Regions from separate parts of the Bicyclus anynana genome. Here region 2 is linked to region 1. The links are chromatin contacts, called in public Hi-C maps. All regions are on one chromosome and are shown on one strand. The core of a region is the stretch at or near the end of the contact, and the rest is flanking DNA. Distances in the headings are between cores, read along the strand shown.

Region 1 (3,778 bases), core at 291-2,790:
TAAACAACGCATGAGTCCTGTTTATACTGGTTTTGGGAAGCTTGATCTGTGGCCGTGTGTACAAATCTGATATTAGTTGGATATGATAACATTTTCGGCAAATCATAGAAATCTAACGTAGCTATAGTACTGTAGTTAAAACGAATTAAAAACTTCTAGCGCTAGCTACTTCCGTGCCCTTTCACGGGTATTTATTTTTCTTCTGAAGTAAAATTCGAGCGGTGCATGCTGTCTTATGTCTGATGTCAGCATTATTAATATATTATGTTATCATATTATTAATATATTGTTTTTGTTTTCAGATATTTGGCAACTGGTAATACATTCACTGATCTACACTATTCCTATATGATTGGAATTGCAACAATTAGCGAAATAGTAAGACAAGTTTGTTACATAATATGGATTGAACTAAAGTCTGAATGTATTCCACAGCTTAATGGGATCAAATGGAAAGAAATCGCAGAGGGATTTCTCACATATACAAATTTTCCTAATTGCTTGGGTGCTATTGATGGAAAACATATAAGAGTGATTCGGCCGCCGCACAGTGGATCACTATATTTTAATTATAAGAAATATTATTCTGTAGTGCTCCTCGCAATGTGTGATGCTGATTATAATTTTACATATATTAATGTCGGTACCAGTGGAAGCAACGCCGATTCAACCATCTTTAGAAGGAGTCAATTGTATACGAAACTGGAAAGTAACACGTTGGGTATCCCTGACCCGCAAGAGTTGCCTATTATTTGCCCCGAAGTAGCTTATCCATCTAGTGTAAGAGCAAAGTTGCCGTTCGTGATAGTGGGAGATGAGGCATTTGGTTTATCATCACATATGATGCGGCCTTATGCTCGTGATAATTTACCTTACAAAAAGAAAATATTTAATTACCGTCTGTCCAGAGCTAGAAGGTACATAGAATGCACTTTTGGAATTATGTCAAATAAATTTAGAATATTTCACAGATCCATGACTGTCAAGTTAGATCTAGCACAATCAATAGTCAAGACGGCATGTCTACTTCACAATTTCATAAGGAAACGGGATGGCTACATGGTCAGCCATACATTTGTCACAAATGGTTTTACGGGACCACTACCCAGGCAGCAGACTGAAAGTAGTAATACGTCGGCAAGTAATATCAGAGATATATTTGCAGATTACTTTATCAATGAAGGAAAAGTCTCCTGGCAACACCGATATATAATTAATTAACTAAACTCAAAAGGTTTTAGAAGGTTTTTGATGTTATTTGTGAATTAAATAATTATGCTTATATTAATAAAGTAATGATGCTTGTATAAATAAAATAATGAACCAAACACATACCCGCCACTTTTCTTTCCTCTTCGCTCAAATTTTCGTAGTTAGGTGCCAATTCCTTCAAAATATCTCTCCATGCAGCCTCCCTCGCGTCCCTGTTTTTGTATAATTCATTGCGTTTATCCCACAAAACGGGCCGCAGATGAACTTCAATGATTACTCGTTCTGTATCAATTTTCATTTCGGTAGTACAATACGGCGCGTGCGCCCCGCTCGACTCTAAAATGGGCACTGAAGTTGTAGGCAGCGCTTACGCATGCGGATACCCCGCACCGGGGTGACGCCCCGCACAGCGCCCCGCGTCCCGCGTGCGTTTATCACGCTTTACAATAGATACCTATATGAAATTGTTCTTTGCGGATGCTACGCATGCGGGCCAATCCCGCGTGCGTGAGCAAATCCGCGTGACACTAAAAGCGCCCTTAATCCAAACTGACGGCATGTAGATCGCCCTAATAGCCGGACAATTGGGTAGAAAGGACGCGAGACTTCTTTCTTTCAAAAGGACCGCTAGTCCTTTTCATGATAATCTACGCATAATGATAGCCATTGACGATCAAGTATACCCACGTTTCTGCAGCGCTGCCCTCAGGGAAGAACTTCATGTATGCGTCAAGTCGAGCCGTCATGCACGCAGCGATCAACACACGATCAGTTATAGCCGTGGGTATACTTGATCGACAATTTCTAGCAAGGGTGAAGCCAAATGAGCGTAATTTAGTGAGTTGTCAGCCGTGTAAATTCGGTCGCAGAAATTCGTGTGCAAGTCTGAACACAACATTTGTTGTGACGCCATGTCGCAGGAACTGGAGTTTTGTATGAACCCAAATGCAGCAGAAATTACGCTCGTTTGGCCTCACCCTAAATTTTACGGTAGATTCGGTTGATCCGTACGATGCGTATCAGTTGATGCACTTCGGAGGATCGAACCCAGGACCTCCGTTTTGTCAATCCACCGCGCATACCACTGCGCCACGGAGGCTCTGTATATAGTGATAAGTAATGTAAAAAGCTTAATATAAATTGTACAGCCAATAGTCTTTCACCAGTTTTACCGGTGTAGTAAGAACCACAGTCGGTTATTTTAGGATAGTCGCATACAAAATTAAAATCACTTAAAATATATTAAGTACATAATTGTTTATTAGTTTCACATTAAATATAAGTTCGGCATAATGCGTTGTGTGGGTTAGTGTAGCAAAATGCGTGGTTTTCGGGTAATGGAACCGGGTACCGGGTACTGTCACCAAGGTATACTTTAGTAGAAACACGCCACAGTATTGGGAATCGATTTTTAAAACCAGGTCTTGGTCCCAGTTCTTTGGCTAGCTCTGCAGCAACTTGCGCCAACTCAGGATGCCTTTCTTGCGTTGATGGTATGCTATTAGCTTTTGGTGCCTTTTTAGCTAACGACATAGGTTTCTTTATAGCTGGAAAAGAAATATTATACAGGTAGGTACACAGAGAAAAGTAAAATTTTGTGAAGTTGTAAGGGGATATCCTTGGATCTACAGTAACGATTTTGAAAATTCTTTTACCTATAGAAAGCCGCGTTATTTCTGACTGTCATAGGCTGTATTTTATCCTCGATTTTGAACAACCACTGAGCATGTGCTTAACGCTTTTCTTTAGAATTGTACCAGAGCAGATGACTGCCAAAAAAACCAAACGTATAGAATTTCAATAAAATTAACGGAAGATGCTGACCTACCTACCGGGAATTGACTACTATTTAAGAATCGAAGAATGCAAACAAAATGCTAGTATAGCACACTCAAAGTAAGTAAGTTTGTTTATAACCACACGACTGAGTATATAAAAATAAAATGATATAAAAAAAAAATTAAAAAAAAAAATTTAAATTTGAAAAATAGTAGCGCCATCTCTCAGGTTAGACTTGCTTTACTTCATAAGCTCCTGCTAGTTCGTAATTATGCCGTTAAAAACCAAGGCCTCAGCGCTGGGCTTACAAGTTTTGTGTCGTAGTTTATAAGTGTTACTACAGATGGCGCTTTTCGACAAAATTTTTTTAACACATGTTTTTACTACAGATGGCTCTTTTTAACTAAATTTTTTTAACACAACCATGTTTTAATAATTTTTCATAAAATTAATTGGAATTAAGGGTAGCATTAGGCATGAAAAACACAACAGACGTTAGGCGAAGACGCGAAGATTGTGAAGTACTTATACACAAGCGACGCCGCGCGCAGGCTTCCCGCTATAGGCGCCTACCTGCTTGAAGACCTATATTCTGTTCTCAGTACTGTATGTTTCACGCATAAACGCTTTGTTTTGTGGTGAACCCACCGGTGCTGCCACTAGCGGATTTTTTTTGTTTTTTTATTTCAGGAAAATGGCTAATTACCATGGCATTAAAACAGCGCCATCTACTCGCATATTGTTTTTTGAATCCTCCATTACGTGATATGTGGGTCTTCTCCGGCCC
Region 2 (4,215 bases), core at 1,411-3,910, 150 kb before region 1:
TTCTAAAATTTACCTCGGTCCGGCGCTGGTTATGATTCTACATGCATTCAAAGTTCGCATAAATATCGACTCCTGCAAACAGTTGCGATATTGTACGTGACGTCATCGTACAACACTTGCCCGGCCCGTTCAGGCAATTTCGAATTCAAGAACTAATGGCCCTTATGTTAATTTACTCTTTTTTTTTTTAAATATAAATATACTTAAACAATACACATCACTATCTAGCCCCAAAGTAAACATACAGAGTAGCTTGTGTTATGGGTGCTTAGATAGTTGATATTATAATATTAATATACAATTATATACTACATATAAATACTTATATAATGTATAAATACACACAGACACTGGAAAACACCCATGCTCATCACACAAATATTTTCCAGTTGTGGGAATCGAACCCATTGAATCTTTGACTAATGGCTAGCCATTAGTTCGTCAGTAGCTAAGGCAGAAGTACGAATTTGCCTGAACGGGCTGTGCAAGTGTTGTACGATGACGTCACGCACTTTAAACGCGGGCTGTCGCCGCGCACACTTTAAAATTCCATATCTTGAGAACTAATTAACGTATCGAAATAATTCTTTCACAAGATTTTTTAATTTACAACGGAGAATATAGAAAGCTAACATTTGAAAATAGTGAACATTCTCCATTTTCTCATAAAATGTATGACGAACAATGACGTAGGTACCCAGGGGCAAGGTGGTGCAGTGCCCGGGGCCCTCAAGCTGAGCGCACCCTCGAATCCTTACCAGAACACATTGGCCAGGGGCTCAGACTAAATACATAAGGACTAGTATCGCACCCAAATTCACGAACAAAATTTTCTGCCATTTTCTAAGAAAAACGAGCTTAGATTTCATACATATCTTATACTAAACTAGCAGTTTTTGTTAGTTTTTTACACCATTTAACTACACAAAAAGGTATTTTTACGGAGGTTTTTAACCGACGGACACGATTGTAAACTATGAAACATCGATTCTATAGAGACAGTGTTTATAATCGCATAAGATCATATACTTTGACAGAAAAATAATGTCTTGCGAGACAGGTCTTTATCTAATTAGTCTGAGGCCAGGGGCGTAGCTATCGTCGTATCAGCCGTATCAATGATACGGGGCCCCCAGACTACAGGGGGCCCTTTACGGGCGACGGGAGGAAAGGACTGCGCGGCTGTGAAGTAGGGCGCGCGGGGCAGAGGGAAGGACTGGGGCATCGCTACCCCCCTCCTGGCCCGCGCGTACCATCGGGATTGTTACGAACGAATTTCCCAGGCTATAGTTAGATGCCTCACCGCGAAGCATAGCATTCATACGCCAACTTTTCCACAGAAACAGAATTTTTCCGCAAAAACGTCTTTTTTCCGCTAGAAACTAATTTAGCAGTCTGGTGCATCTGTGAATAAGGGGCTAGGAAGCTGTCCGTACCATCCTGCAATGAGTACATTATACTTACATATTTATTGTCGAAGAAGTATTATTAATTAGATATAATAAATGTATTGAACTCGTAGTTGTCTTATATTTTGCTTCCACAATTCATCATAAATATATTTAAATTAGCGGAGCCGGTCAAGCTTCGCTTTGACTCATTCCCTACCCCTATTCTATTCTACTCCCCACCCTATACCAACCCTACCCTACCCTAAAATACTCCCACCATACCCATGCCCTACACCAACCTTACCACTACCCAACCTCTACCCTACCCCTAACTAACGTCAATTATTGTTTTGTCTTTCCGGAACTTTTCCACTAACACTTAATAGTATAGTATTAAAGTTCAAATTTGCAAACAAAGTGAAAAATAGATAATAGCCGATTCTCAGACTTACTGAATGAACATAAAAATTTCATAAGAATCGTTCAAGCAGGACATTACAATAGAAAGTTTTCTGTTTCAAATAAATTCGAAACTACATGACTGATTTGATTTTTTTGACTAACAGAAAACTACATCATTAGCGAGTAACACAGGCTTTATTTTATCCCCGTATTCCCACGGGATTAAGTACTATGCGGATCAATGATTCGGGGCCCCCGGATTACAGAAGGAGGTCTCAGAATACAGAAAAACACCAGAAGCCACGTTTAGATGTCATTATATAGTGTTTTTCTGTATTATGAGGCAGAGATCATAATCCACTAGGCGAGCACGGCTCTCGTAACTAGTATTTAATTAGCGCAATCTACACTACTAATTAGATAATACGCTACTTAATAGAGAATCGATTTCGATAGCGCTTCAAGTCACAGGGCTGGCTAAAGCTTAGGCAAGATTTATAAAAACATAACCCCTCTTGCAGTCTTGCAATTAGGTAAAAAGCTTGATTTTGTTTTAGTAACTTTATTATTTTTAATTAGCGCCATCTATGTAAAGACGTTTATACTAGTATGAACATTGCCCACAAACGACCACGACTTCATTCGCATGAAATTCACTTTTTTTCAAACCAAAGTCCCGTTAAAATCGGTTCGGCCGTTTCAAAGATTGGACAGGCAGATAAATAGACAAATTAATGAAATAAAATATCATAGTTATTTTGAAATCCGACAAAATGTTGTTTGTAATCAGCGCCATCTATGTAAAGCAATGTAAACTAGTACGCGTAAACTACTACCGCCATCTATAATACGTTAACTTGATATTCTGTCGAATGTATTAGGTACCTACTTAATTAATTATTACATTCATAGATGACGCTCCACCCCACAATAACTAGAAAACCACTGTCGTCTTATTATTTCATCAATTTGAAAAATTATTAGGTTGTACCACCAAGATCCTAGGCTTGGCTTGGAGGCGAATATTTTGAATAATTACCGGCACCCACGTCTTTAATTATACATACTAGAAGACGCTCACGACATCACCCGAGTGTAATTTCCTTTTCCACAAACAAAATCGGTTTAGGCGTTACAGAGATAAGCCCGGACAGACAGATGGACAGACAAATAAACATTGTCAAAAAGCTTGATTATGTTTTAGTATTATAAAAAGTAAAACTTAAGAGAATGGTGTTTGTAATTACTGCTATTTAATTAGCGCAATCTATGTAAAATAGTGTAAAGTAGTAAGTACGTTTAAAACTTTTGAGACGTTAAAGGTTCCTTAAGTCGTCTTAGATAAGTATTATAGTGATACAGTAATTAGATGGCGCTCAAAGTCTGCTAGGGTCACCATTTGGCAGTTGTACTAATGTGTTGAATTTTCTATTGAATCACCATTAATAATTCCAATGATATTCTTTTTGTCATTACTGATTGATTTATTAATTAATAATTTAAATTTTTTAGGCGCTAACAACTGTACAACGTATTTAATTAACTAGTACAGTAATAGATGGCGCTCCCAGTCTTAGAGGCCGGAATACAAGTTAAAACCAGGATCTTGTGTTTTTGACTCCCCGTTAATGTAGAATAAAAAATAAAAAAAATTAAAATATTCCTACTGGCGAAAGGATTTTTAAAATCGGATCAGTAGTTCCAAAGATTACAGTGTTTGAAAAAGTGATTGGAAAAGTAGTTCCAGAGATTACACCTTACAAAGCCATTTACAAACTTACACACTTTACTTACCTAATATTAGTAGGTACATAAAGACATCAGATTAGTAAGATACAGATGAGTGAGTACCTATTAAGTCAACTGTATTTTACCTATATCATAGATATGTTAAGTTCCAAAATCACCGCGATCCGATTTTTAGCTAGGCAATCCAACTGATCGCATATATGTACAATGTTGTGCTTATCTATGCTAATATTATAAAGCTGAAGAGTTTGTTTGTTTGTTTGATTGAACGCGCTAATCTCTGGAACTACAGGTCCGATTTGAAAAATTCTTTCAGCGATAGATAGCCCATTTGTCGAGGAAGGCTATAGGCTATATATTATCCCTGTATTTCTACGGGATCGGGCACCACGCGGGTGAAAACGCGCGGCGTCAGCTAGTATAATATATTTATTTTTAAATAACTTTTTTTATAACTTTCTTTGTTTATTAAGCGACTAAATGCACATTTGTCCGCCTCAGTTTTATGTGCTAGTTCCATGTCTCTAGTATAAAATATCGTAGGTATTAATTAATAAGACTTCAATAAAAAAAGAATTAATAAAATGCATTCATTATGACTGCCCTCTTTCATTCTTCATTTTTATTAGATACTAAAGGTCGTAGCTCATTAGAGCCATCCGGGACCCGACCC

What was found. A called contact is a pair of places that touch in the nucleus more often than the background predicts.
Region 2: a contact with region 1 is called in a Hi-C map of whole body, with 5 times the contacts expected there. The contact joins the enhancer-like site here to the promoter of LOC128199763 in region 1. A contact is called at or near these places in 2 of 2 Hi-C or Micro-C datasets (whole body and whole larva).

What each region holds. Positions count from the first base shown.
Region 1 is chrZ:13,015,015-13,018,792 of ilBicAnyn1.1, reverse strand. It overlaps LOC128199763, which reads right to left and starts at 1,540. Exons shown (of 2, transcript XM_052890920.1): 1 at 1,336-1,540. The coding sequence starts at 1,510. It overlaps LOC128199762, which reads left to right. Exons shown (of 2, transcript XM_052890919.1): 2 at 303-1,332. The coding sequence ends at 1,221.
Region 2 is chrZ:13,163,641-13,167,855 of ilBicAnyn1.1, reverse strand. It overlaps LOC112056258 (tetratricopeptide repeat protein 39B), which reads left to right. Exons shown (of 14, transcript XM_024096653.2): 14 at 1-1,521. Among protein-coding and RNA genes, the nearest start is that of LOC112056485, 35 kb to the right of the region's middle. Within about 2 kb of position 2,660, at least 6 of the 8 cell types and tissues checked have open chromatin away from gene starts, as enhancers often do.